Regions from separate parts of the Gossypium hirsutum genome. Here region 1 is linked to region 2. Evidence: chromatin contacts called from public Hi-C data. All regions are on one chromosome and are shown on one strand. The core of a region is the stretch at or near the end of the contact, and the rest is flanking DNA. Distances in the headings are between cores, read along the strand shown. Region 1 has its middle 10 kb from the start of LOC121214381. Region 2 holds the start of LOC107949458 (glucosamine 6-phosphate N-acetyltransferase).

The links. Hi-C and Micro-C count contacts between places; a contact is called where the count stands out from the background.
Region 1: a contact with region 2 is called in a Hi-C map of leaf, with 3 times the contacts expected there. The contact joins the enhancer-like site here to the promoter of LOC107949458 in region 2. A contact is called at or near these places in 2 of 34 Hi-C or Micro-C datasets (hypocotyl and leaf).

What each region holds. Positions count from the first base shown.
Region 1 is chrD01:33,332,688-33,338,412 of Gossypium_hirsutum_v2.1, reverse strand. No RefSeq gene overlaps it. Among protein-coding and RNA genes, the nearest start is that of LOC121214381, 10 kb to the left of the region's middle. Within about 2 kb of position 3,147, at least 3 of the 9 cell types and tissues checked have an H3K27ac peak or open chromatin away from gene starts, as enhancers often do. A contact at or near this core is called in hypocotyl and leaf, where this site is marked.
Region 2 is chrD01:32,763,218-32,769,523 of Gossypium_hirsutum_v2.1, reverse strand. It overlaps LOC107949458 (glucosamine 6-phosphate N-acetyltransferase), which reads left to right and starts at 1,447. Exons shown (of 2, transcript XM_016884110.2): 1 at 1,447-1,610; 2 at 1,715-2,281. The coding sequence starts at 1,732. The coding sequence ends at 2,205. LOC107949457 (iron-sulfur assembly protein IscA-like 2, mitochondrial) reads right to left here and starts at 1,373. Exons shown (of 4, transcript XM_016884109.2): 1 at 1,120-1,373; 2 at 307-434; 3 at 79-187. The coding sequence starts at 1,317.

The DNA of each region.
Region 1 (5,725 bases), core at 1,898-4,397, 570 kb before region 2:
ATTTGCCCTCCTATTCCTTCACTCATCTCATGTCTTAATAAAAAAGCCATTTTAATATCAAATATCTACAGTCCACCATATATCTTAAATTTATATATATCTATGTAGGGTTATGTGTGTTTGCTTTGAAAGAGATAATCAAACCATGGCATGCAAAGCAGCAAAATGTAAGAGCAAAATTTTCGCAACCATCATTATAAAAAGGGTCCACTTAAAGATATAAGGCTATTGGAAAGCAAGTGTATTCAATGAGACTATGTCTCCTCCATATCTTCATTTCAATATTGCAGCCTATGATAAGAAATTTCTATTCATCGAGATCCAAATGTGGGGGCACCTTTCGAATGATGGGTATCGACCCCATGCATGATAGATGGGATTGCTCAATAATTACACTGAGAAACACATATTTCAATTTGTGACATTTAGATCAAGGATTTAAGTGTGATTGTGAGCGACATAGATACTATCACAATTGGTTATATAGTAAATATTGACCTGGTGAATCAAAACTAAGATCACAGCTGAGTTGAACTATATTTTTATTTACATACACTTAAATTAATGTTGTGTGAACTTTATTTAATATATTTTAATACTGTTTTCAACTCGGCTCTAGAATGGTTTCTTTAATTCATACCGAAATTTTATATAATATTCTAAAAGTATATTAGTTTTTAAAAAATCAAGTCATATATATTTATAAAATTTTATAATAGCTAAAAAATTATAATAAAAATATATAAATATTTTTAAAATCAAGATATATGTTATATATTCTTATAAACTAAAAAATCATAATTAAAAATATAAAAATAGTTATAAAACATATTAGTCAATATATTGGGGTGGACGGATTTTATCTAAATTTTACCTCTAAAGTTTTAGGATGTTTTTAAAAAGTCAAACAAAAATTAAATTTAAGTGTAAATATTTGTTTAATTAAAAAATATAATTGTTTGTAGATATATATTACATGTTTAAATAATTAATACAATTACACTTTTCAAAATTTTTAAATGGTTGAAAGTCGAAGAATTATGTAAACAATTAATCATTATAACTTTAAATTTTTATATATAATATGTCAAATTATAAAAAATATATATATGATAATAAGATACTTTAGACAGTGTCACTTCGGTTGGGCACTTTATGTGGGGAGAGACCAGGGGTTGATTACTTGGCCGGAGCCCGGAAAACACCCAAGAAAGAGGAGTAGGGGTTGGCAACCCAATGCCAATGTTTTTTGTTTTATAGGGTTGAATTGTAGTTAAAAGTTGTCCTATCGATTTGTGGGAGTGAGTTGTCACCTTTGGAAAGCTTAATCATGAAACATAAGAAAAGTTTAAAGGCTTTGATTCAAGCATTAATTAATTAAAGTTATGGGAGTTTCTCTTTATTGGGCAAAGTATCTTGCTTTCAACCATTAAATATCCCATCAACTTTCAATTCAATGAATTCATTCAGGATCTACCCCAATTCTGGAACTTGCTACCTCAATTATGTCTTTAATGTCAGCCCACTTTACTCAACATAACTGGCTCATATACAATCTAACAAGTGCTTTCTAAGTGAGCCCCTTTTTTCCAGGATGGGCTCTCCAGGCCATTATATTTCCTTCCCCTTTTCTTTCAAGAGTTCAATGGTTCTATTACCTTTTGGAATACGGAATTCGAAATTATTCTCACTTTGGGTATGTATTTTTTTATCTAAATTAATCTTTAATGTTTCCTTCAAAATTTTAAAGTTTAGACTTTCATGGGAGAATAATTGCCAAATATCAAACTTCAATATGAAAACAGTTCTTAAAACAATTTTTAAGTTTAGGGATTAATTTAAATAAAAAAATTAAAATTCTAATGTGAGAGCAATTGTCTAGTCCATATCCCAATATAGAAACATTTATCAAATTCAATGACTAATTTGGATAAAAAAAGTTCACACCTCAAGGTGAAAGTTATTGCTAACTCAAGTCCCAAAGCTTTATAGCTTTGATAGGGATGGCAATTCGAATTTCGGATTTATCCAATTCAAATTTTACGGATTCAAAGCGGATGCAAATAGACCTCTTCTAACAAGTTTGCACCCAAAACCTCTTACACATAAAACCATGTTTTAACTACTAATACTGCTCTTAAACATTAGTTATAATTTACACAAGTTAATAATTAATGTATAAAAATATAATAAAAATATTTTTTTAAAATAAATATACTAATTAATAATAAAATTGAAAATAACTATTTCGTCTTCTTTTAAATGTCATGTAGCTTCTTCTAAATTTTATTTTTTTATTTTTAAACCTAAGCAAACAATGAGATGAGACCATCGTAATTCCTAAATTTTTCACTGCTTTTTTTATTATTTTATTAACTCAATTAGTTAAATTACTTTAAAAAAATTATTTCATATTTATATAATTAAAATAAATATTATAATATAAATTTATTTTCTAATATCACTTAATTATATTCAATACATGTTATATTATAAATAATTGTATACATACATGTTTAAGGACATATAATATATCAATTGTTATATATATATATGTAAATTATGAATGTATAATAATATTATTATACAATTATGATATTATAATTTGTATTATTTTATTAATGATATGTACCTAAACATTAAACGTGTAACTCATTTTACGGTAGATTATAATATATACAATTAGGATTATATAATTAAGGTAGATTATTTAAGATTACTAACCCTATATACAATTACATTATTATAATGTACATTTTTATATTAATGATATGTAAGATTAAACCCTAAACGTATTGTTATGAGAGACGTCAATACTGGTAATAGAATGATCGCAAAATAATAAGAAAAATAAAAATAAAAACACATAAATTTTACGTGAAAACCCTTTCGGAAAAACCCATGAATAGACTAATATCGATAAGTGAATGATACAAGATGATGTGATTCTGCCCACCAAGGCTGAATCAATTCTTGCCAAGGTGAAACAATTTGAAGTTGGGCCTAATTTCCATGAACCACATCTTCTTGAGATAGCTAGAACAAAGATTGATCATTTGTGTTTACCAATTAGGTCAACTATGGGGGGCGAACAAAGTGGGTCAAAGAAGAGTTTAAAGGGCCTATGTGTGGACATTGGGAACAAGCCCAAATTAATTATGTTCTGATTGGCCAAGACCAAGTCAAATGCTGATCCGAGAGTTGGATGAGACCTCCATTGGGTTTGGTTAATCATGAGACAGTTTAAGAAGACTTTAATTAAGTTTCATTTCAGTTTAATAAGTTTGTATCTTTAAATTATGTCTTGCATTATATGTCTACATCTTTAATTGTGTCTAGCATTATGTATTTTGCATTTAATTAAGTCATGCATAAAACCATCTCATATGTTAATTAAGTTTGTGTTTTAATTATGTACATTATGAAAATAAGTTTGCATTTTAATTAAGCCATGCATTTATGCATCTTATATGTTAATTATATTTAAGCATAGGTTGGAGTTACATGTTCATAAATAAATGCATGTGTGTATTTACATTATGCTGGTTTCAATCATAAATATGTGTGTTTTAAGTTAAATATTTTAGCTGAATATGAATATGAAAAGTTGTCAATGTTTAATGTCTAATTATTTATCTTGTAGCTGACTATTTATAGGACTAAGAATAACTCTTCAAGTCTAATCGATTTCATTCATTTAAAGCTCATTATGGTGGTTGTTTAAATGAATCATGAGTGACTCTTCAAAATCTGATTGGTTTCATGCCCTTAAGGATCATTATGGAGCCATTAAAAGAGATGAATGTCAAGCAACATAACATTTGGTCATAAGGGGGATAAAGGGACACTAAACAGCACAATCATGGAAGATTAAGCTTTCAACAAATGAAGAGACATGACTTTTTAGCTATCTGAATCAAGTGAAGAGTCATGACTTATTGGTTGCCCATCATAAAGTTATAACCAAATTTTAAGTTGTGATAAAAGCTAGTGTAGCTGCTGAATTTGAATAGTCAAATTAGGGCCTATATATATCTTGTAAAAGGACGATGTTGAGGTTAGATAATTATTCTGAATATAAACTTTGTTGGTGAGATTATTATCTCACGGTTCTTCATTGGATTAAGCTGAACTTATCAAACTTTTATGAGTTTGTGGCATTCACCCAATTGTCTTATCAATTCATTTCCCATCACGGAGTGTGGCGGCTTTGCTTACCAAGGTTCGAGTATTCTTTCACATTTAAGTGGGTCATAGTTTTAATATAACTACGGTTCCTTAAAGTATTCAAGTGCTACGGGTCAAGGTTTCCACCAATTGAACCTATTCGAGACGGTCCTTCCATTCGAGCTATTTTCCAAACCCTCCAAGTTTGGAAATTTGTATCACAAGAGGAGTTTTGACTATACCTATTTAAGGGTTGAAAAAACCTACAACTCTTAACCTCTCACCCCCACAGATCCCCTTATTTATTTTTTCAACAAGTAACAGAATTCAAGTCACACAAACTCTAACACGTATAACTAAAATTATGGTAAATTATAATATATACAATTAGCATTATATAATTAGGGTATATTATTAATGATATGTAATCCTATATACAATTATGATATTAAATGTATGCTTTTATATAATGATATGTAAGCTTTAACTCTAAATGTGGAACTAACTTTATGGTAGATTATAATATATGCAATTATAATTTATTTAGAATTCTTATGTTTAAGTCATTAGGTATATTATATTCAAACAAAAAAAAAAGTTGTTAGGTACATATAAATTGTTTTGGAGTTGTTAAGTTTAATTTGTTTGGATTTTTATTTAACTACTTCTCTTAATTCATTTTACATTATTTTTTTTTAATTATGAATAAATTTTGTTTTGTTTTATTTTATATTATTTTTAAAATTTTAATTTTAAGATATTCAAATTTAGATTTTTTTGGATTCAAATATATGACGAATAATGATTTTTAATTTGAATTTGGATTTGGATTTGGATTTACACAATAGTACTCAATAATTTACAGATTCATATTTTTAGATACATTTGCTAATTCGGATTTAGATACTCAATAATTTACGGATTCATATTTTTAGACACATTTGCTAATTCAGATTTAGATAAGTAAAAAAAGTACAAATATTCGACCCATTTCTACTCTTTGAGTTTTAAAATGGTTCCGACTTAAAGGAGAGTTGATTTTTTTTTTCAAACTACTTTTAACCCTCAGCCAATATTGTAAAAATTGGATCAATAATCGAATTCATCTCACTATTTTATGATTCAACAAAATCTAAAAAAAAAGTAAAAAGATTTCGCCAATTGAATCCTGATTTTTTTTTCTCAATTTATAATTTTTTACTGGTTAAAAATAATTTACTTTATGTTTGATTTTTTACCACCAATTGGATCATAGATTTTTTATTTAACAGTTAACCAACACAATTGATTGATTTAGTCCAATTTTGACATCACTCCTCTTAATCTCATAATTAATTATATTCACTTGATGAGGATATTATGCATGACTAAATTTTTAATACTTAATTTTTCAACATTTATTTTTTCAGCATTTAATTTTTCAATTTATCAAGCAACACCAACATTAAATCTAAGTTTTTATTTTGTTCTAGTCTACTGGCTTGTTTATTATTTTATTGTGAATTTAATTTTAAAATTTGTATATTCATTTGGGCCCAAACCTCAAACTTAAATTTCA
Region 2 (6,306 bases), core at 198-2,697:
AGGGAAACTACTTGTCTTCTAGGATTTAAGACAACATCATCGATAAATTTATGCACAGAACAAGACAACACGGCTTACCACGAATGCAGAACGAATTAACTCCTCGACATAATCGATGGTTGCTCCTTTTACAAAATCATAGGAAATATCATCAACTACCAACTTTACCCCTTCCCTCACAAAAACTCTGCAAATAGAATATGATACAACGGGAAAATAAAAATGGTTAAAGCGGTAGGAAGAGAGAGAGAAATTAAGCATACTTTTCGTAAAACCAAAACGAAAAACAAAAGGAAACAAAGAAACCTGTCATCTGGGTTTGTTTTGTCATCCAAATCAAACACGTATTGAAACCCCGAACATCCTCCGGTTTCTACACTCAATCGAAGCATCTGATCAGATGATTGCTCACTTGCTTGCAATTCTTTTATTCTCTGCAAGCCATGCTTAATGTCAGTGAGAGAAAAAAAACAACTGTGGATTTTCTAAGAAGTTGGCAAGGATATTTGCCACCAACCACTGAAGAAAAAAACCTGCAAGGGTTTTCATACAAATTTCAATGTAGTGGAAAACAAGGTATTGGCCTATTGGGTCTATAATGTCTCCTAAATTAAGCAATTTTAACAAGTTGAAAGTTTATTTTTTTGAATAAACAAGTTAAAAGTTAGAACCTTGCAAAAAAGGGTAAGAAAATACTGATAGAACAAAAATTACATAACTTTACATGAAAGGGGAAAAAATTGGGGCTGTGAGAGATGCCAGAAAGTGAAATATGAATAAGAAAGAAATTGAATGAATGTTTCCATTTGATTGTAATCCTTATTCTCTCATAAGCTACATATTACACAAAAAGAAATTAAGAGAATTGAAAAGGTTCAATCTTTTCCTGCTCTTTCACAGCATCCAAACGGACCTGTAGTCCCCAGTTAAATTACAAAACACACCCAAAAAAACAAACTTGATATGAGAAACCCAACAAAGCAATATACTAGACAAAATAAAGCAAATTCCATATACAACAGAGAGTGGTAAAATAATACAAACGAAATCACAGAAGAACGATTCAGAAGAAAACATCAATCCCATACAGCAAAAGGGGAAAAGAAATCTAAATTTTACCTTTATGCAGTTATCAGTCATGTGAACTGCATCGAGGGAAGGAGATGGAGATTCAGAAGAAGCCTCATGAAGAGCTGAAGAAGATGAAGAAAAAGAAGAGCTTAGAAGCTTATGGTTTTGCTTGATTCGAGCTATGAAAAATGGAGAAATGCGTTGAATCAATGATCTCGACATGGGAATTGGATTTAAAGCATTCATATAATGCTTTTCATGGCTCAAAGCTTCGATTTTTTTTCTTCCTTTTTTCAATGTAAATTTCTAGGTGTTTGGCAGATGAGGAAAAACTGGGGATTGTGACAAGCACAATCTAAAACACCAACCAAACTCACGTGTCGTGTTTTCTTTCTTACAAGCTTAAAAAAGGGTCCAATTACAATTAATGAAAACTTAGGGGATTAAAATGAAATTATAAAAAATCACAATACTCCTATAAAAGCATCCTCCTTAAATTAACTATCCCTAGGCCAGAAATTGATCGAACACTACAACAGGTCAGAATTGTTATAACTCTATGTTCCTTTTTTTCCTTTTTTTCTGTTCATATTGAATGTTTTGTTCAATTAAAAGATACCCTTTTTCTTTTTGCCATGTACAGAATCAGAAAAAAAGGAAATGGAGAACTCTAATTCATCAATAGAAGGAAATAATTTGAGGGTTCGAAAGCTGGAACTTTCAGATAAAAGCAAAGGGTTTTTAGAGCTATTACGACAATTAACTGTTTGTGATTCAGTTTCTGATAAAGAATTCGAAGATAGGTTTAAGGAAATCAGCATGTATGGCGATGATCATGTTATTTGTGTGATCGAAGATGAAATTTCAGGTAAGATTATAGCTTCAGGGAGTGTGTTTATTGAGAAGAAGTTCATAAGGAAGTGTGGTAAAGTGGGCCACATCGAGGACGTGGTGGTCGATGCCGGTTCCAGAGGGATGCAATTGGGGAAGAAAATCGTGGGGTTTCTGGCGGATCACGCTCGTTCCATGGGGTGTTATAAGGTTATTTTGGATTGCAGTGATGGAAACAAAGTGTTTTATGAGAAATGCGGGTTTAAGAAGAAGGAGATTCAGATGGTTAAGTATTTTGTTTGAATGTAAGTTTTTTTTTTCTTTACATACAATGCTTGTTTTGATGATGATATCAATGGCATTTTTCAGCTTATTTACAGCTTTTGGTGGATGAATTGTGTGCTTATGATGTATTATTGAACTGATCATAGCACATGTGATGGGATTCGACTCTTCATTGTTCTTGAAATACCGTGGTTGAGACACATTCCCACATGGGTATGTGCTCTAAGTAACATAGCATTTTAGTGTTAAATTTGAACTTTATGTTGGACCTTGTGGCTAGATTATTCATCAAACCATAAGCTAGATAACATCTTGTGGCTGAATTTTGTGAAACTGTTCATCTGGGTTTCAGCCTCACGGTAAGCTTCGAATGAGGCCTATTCTCTTTTTCCTGGCAAAGTAAATGGTGCATCTTTCATGAATGTGTGTCATGGTGTTTTAAGGAAGCTTCAGCTTTAGACCTTTAGTGATCCTTGCCTTAATATGGACGGGATTTGTATATTGAATCCTACTCTAGTTAAGGGCTAATTATGCATTTCATGTATACTCTTCTGCATAGGACAGCATTCCGTTCCGGAGAAACAATTTTCGGATTAGGCTTAAGAATTGATAACTGTTGTTTGTTGATAAGGTGCCTTGGCTTATATAGATGGATTTATATATCGAGTTGTAGTGTAATTAAGTGGAAATTATGTGTTTGGTGCTGTTGGTTAGGCTTAAGAAATGATAACTGTTGTTTGTTGATAGTGTTGCTTGCTTTAATATGGATGGATGGGACTATTGAATTGTAGTGTAATTAAGGGAAAATTATGCATGTATGTCTTTATTCATCAGCATAGGACCGACGATCCTTTGAAAACAATAGTCGGATTAGACTTAACAGATGATACTGTCGTTGTTGATACCGTTACTTGCCTGAATATGGATGGATTTGTATATTGAATTGTACTGTAATAGGGCAAATTTTGGTGTTCATTTCGTTTTTACCTTGTGCATTCCACAGACAACCCGATTATCAGATTAGGCTTAAGAAATGATATTGATATTTTTGTTTGTTGATATTCTTGCATTGATTTGTGATGAAATGTTATGAAATATATCTTCATTCATCCTTCCTGCATATATTTACTTGCAACCAAATGACCTGAATCTTATGCAATGGGACCGTAGCTGAAATTAATCTACCATGGGCAATGAACACTGCTAATATTATCTTTCAGCTCATTTCATTTGTTGCTGCAAAATCTGAGGTGTATTCTATGATTCCACCAACTTGGAGCTTAAACATAGTTTTGGAAAGATCTTATAGTGGATTTGGAACCTTAAGTTTTTCATGTTAGTGAAGGGTTAAGAAATACTGTTTTTCATGAACCCGAAAGAATCTCATATACAAATTATTCGGACATGATATGATTTAATTTGCAATAAATCAGTATAAAAAATTCAACCCGACATTGGCTTGAATTAGAAAAAATAATTAACCCAATTGGTTATAGTTGTAGTTGTGATTAGAGGAGATGGTAAAAGTAATGTCAATGAAGTAAAAGAAATTTGTATATTCATCTGATGTATGTATGTATGTTAATTTTTTGTCGTTTTGGGTGTTAATGGAAGTGTAGTGTTAGAGTTGGTAAAAAGCAGCTTTCCTTTCAGTTGCTTTTGCTTTAAAATAAAGAATGTTTAGCTTCCATTAGTATGCTTGTTAAATTAAGTATTAATGGAATTTATTATTCAGTGTATTTTTATGGCATAATGATATATATATACATATTCATTAAAATTGGATGATTATGTGGTATTAATAAAATTATTCAACTTTCGTTCAAACAATCAAAATCCGTTTTCAATTTTTTTTTGGATAAATTTGAATAAATTGTGGTTTAATTCAAATGGTTAAAATATGTTCTAACCCCTTGTACTCTTCAGATATTAGGAATTTAATACTTTTAATTTTATTTTTAAAATTCAATCAATTTATTTTTCATAGCTTTCTAACAGAAAATGTTGTTATAATAAAATTAAAATTAAAATTTCTATTTTAATTGTATTAGCAATTAAATTTACATTTTTAAATCCAAAAGAGTTAAAAATGTCAAAACTATATACTAGAAGGCCCTCTAAATGGAATAAAATTTAAAATTTGATTATTTATAAAGCTTCGATAACAAATTTAACTAAAAACTCTTTATGTTAAAAATAAATTATTTTTAATTAAAATTTATTGTTAGTCCTTCTACTATGCATAAGTTGTGGATTTAAATTTTTTATTTTATGCTTTTCGAATTTTAAAATTTCAATTTTTACCAAACGGTGTATATTAAATTTATTAAGTACTATTATTTCCAAAATCCGATTCGACAAATGCACTGTCACACGTACAATACCATGTCAACTTTGCTATTTTCACATATTATTCACAAAAACCAATTAATGGACTTAAAATTTATCGTTAGTATCAAGATTAAAATTTTAAAATTCGAAAAATATAGAGACTAAGAATGATTCAATTGGAGAACAATGACTAAATCTACATGTAATACCCCAAATTTGACCCAGTCGTCGAATCCAAATATGTGATGCCATATTACGTTGTCAAAGCAACTCAAACTAACTTAATGTATCTCCACAAATTAAACTTATAATATTGTTCAAATAAAATCAAACGTCATTTGTATCCATATACATGTAAGTGTCAAACATCCTTATTTAATTTTTTCAAATCTCGGGATTACACGAATTCAAATACGGAGTAAAAATTCGAATCCAAACTCTAATACCAAAATTCATAAATGTGTCTCGAGACTGACCTTTTCTGTTTATTATTTGCTTCGATGTAGCTATGTCTCAAGACCGAGCCTTTTGTTCTTGAGACACTCTTCCCTTATTTTATTAATTTAGCTTGAATGTTTAGATGTCTCAAGAAAAAAGGGTTAGTGTCTCGAACCTCGACAATGAATGTCTCAAGACTTGTTCAACACGTCTCGAGTCCTAAATCTAAAAATGTACGAAATAATTATTTTTATTCATAATGTCTGTAGACATAATCATAATATCTCGAGACCAACATACCAAATTGTACAAAATGTAAACAATTCAAGCATAGAAATGGTGTCCAAATGTTAACTAACTTATACAATACCACAATTAACAAACCAAAAACGCATGCAAACTACTTATAATTAATTATAATTAAAGCATTCAAATATCATCACTTGGCCTATTTGAGCAAGTCATCAACCAAGCAAAACTATGGAAATAAATATTAAGATTAGTTTAACCCAATTCAACTGTAGGACACAATTAAGTACTAAAATGTACTAAAATGGCTAAAATAGCATATAACTACATAACTCAACTTAGGTACATGCCTTTAACCAATTACAAGTAAAAGATTATCAACTTGGTCTAAGCTGAGCCACTAAACCTTAGATATTTTTTGAGTCCTTATTTTAATAAAACATGTTTAGATCTGCGCACAAAAACAAAAAAAAAAAGATATCATACATTACATATGGTATACCCAATGATGTTAATATAATTCAAATTCCATACACAATTGACTTCAACAAATAACAAATATGCAAATATATAACATTAAATAACATCACTCCATTCTTTCTTACATTGTAGAATCATTTTTTTTACATCATAGAATCAATGTATATGTAAATGTCAAGCTAAATAGAACTATATCATCATCATCATTTAATTTAGTTTCAATATGCTAATGAATCATTCCGCCCTCAATGCTTTATAACCTACATTTTTCTTTTACTAATATTCACATATACACATTTGTGTCACATGCTGCGGTTTAAAATTCGTGATCATTGCACAAAGAACGTCCCATGGAGTTAATTTATTCAGTGAGCTTTAAGAATTGGAACTGTTTGGTCTGTATATCAATATATGTCCACGACCTTCTGAAAATTGAAATTACTCACGACCTTCTAAAAATTGAAACTAAAATAATGTCACTAATATCTATTACCCTAAAACATGCCAATTATACTCGAATTATGTCTAACATCGTTTAATAAGACATTTTTCATTTAGTTAATAATCAATATTCATTTCAATGATAGTAGCATAATTTATATCATAGTCAATACAAATTCA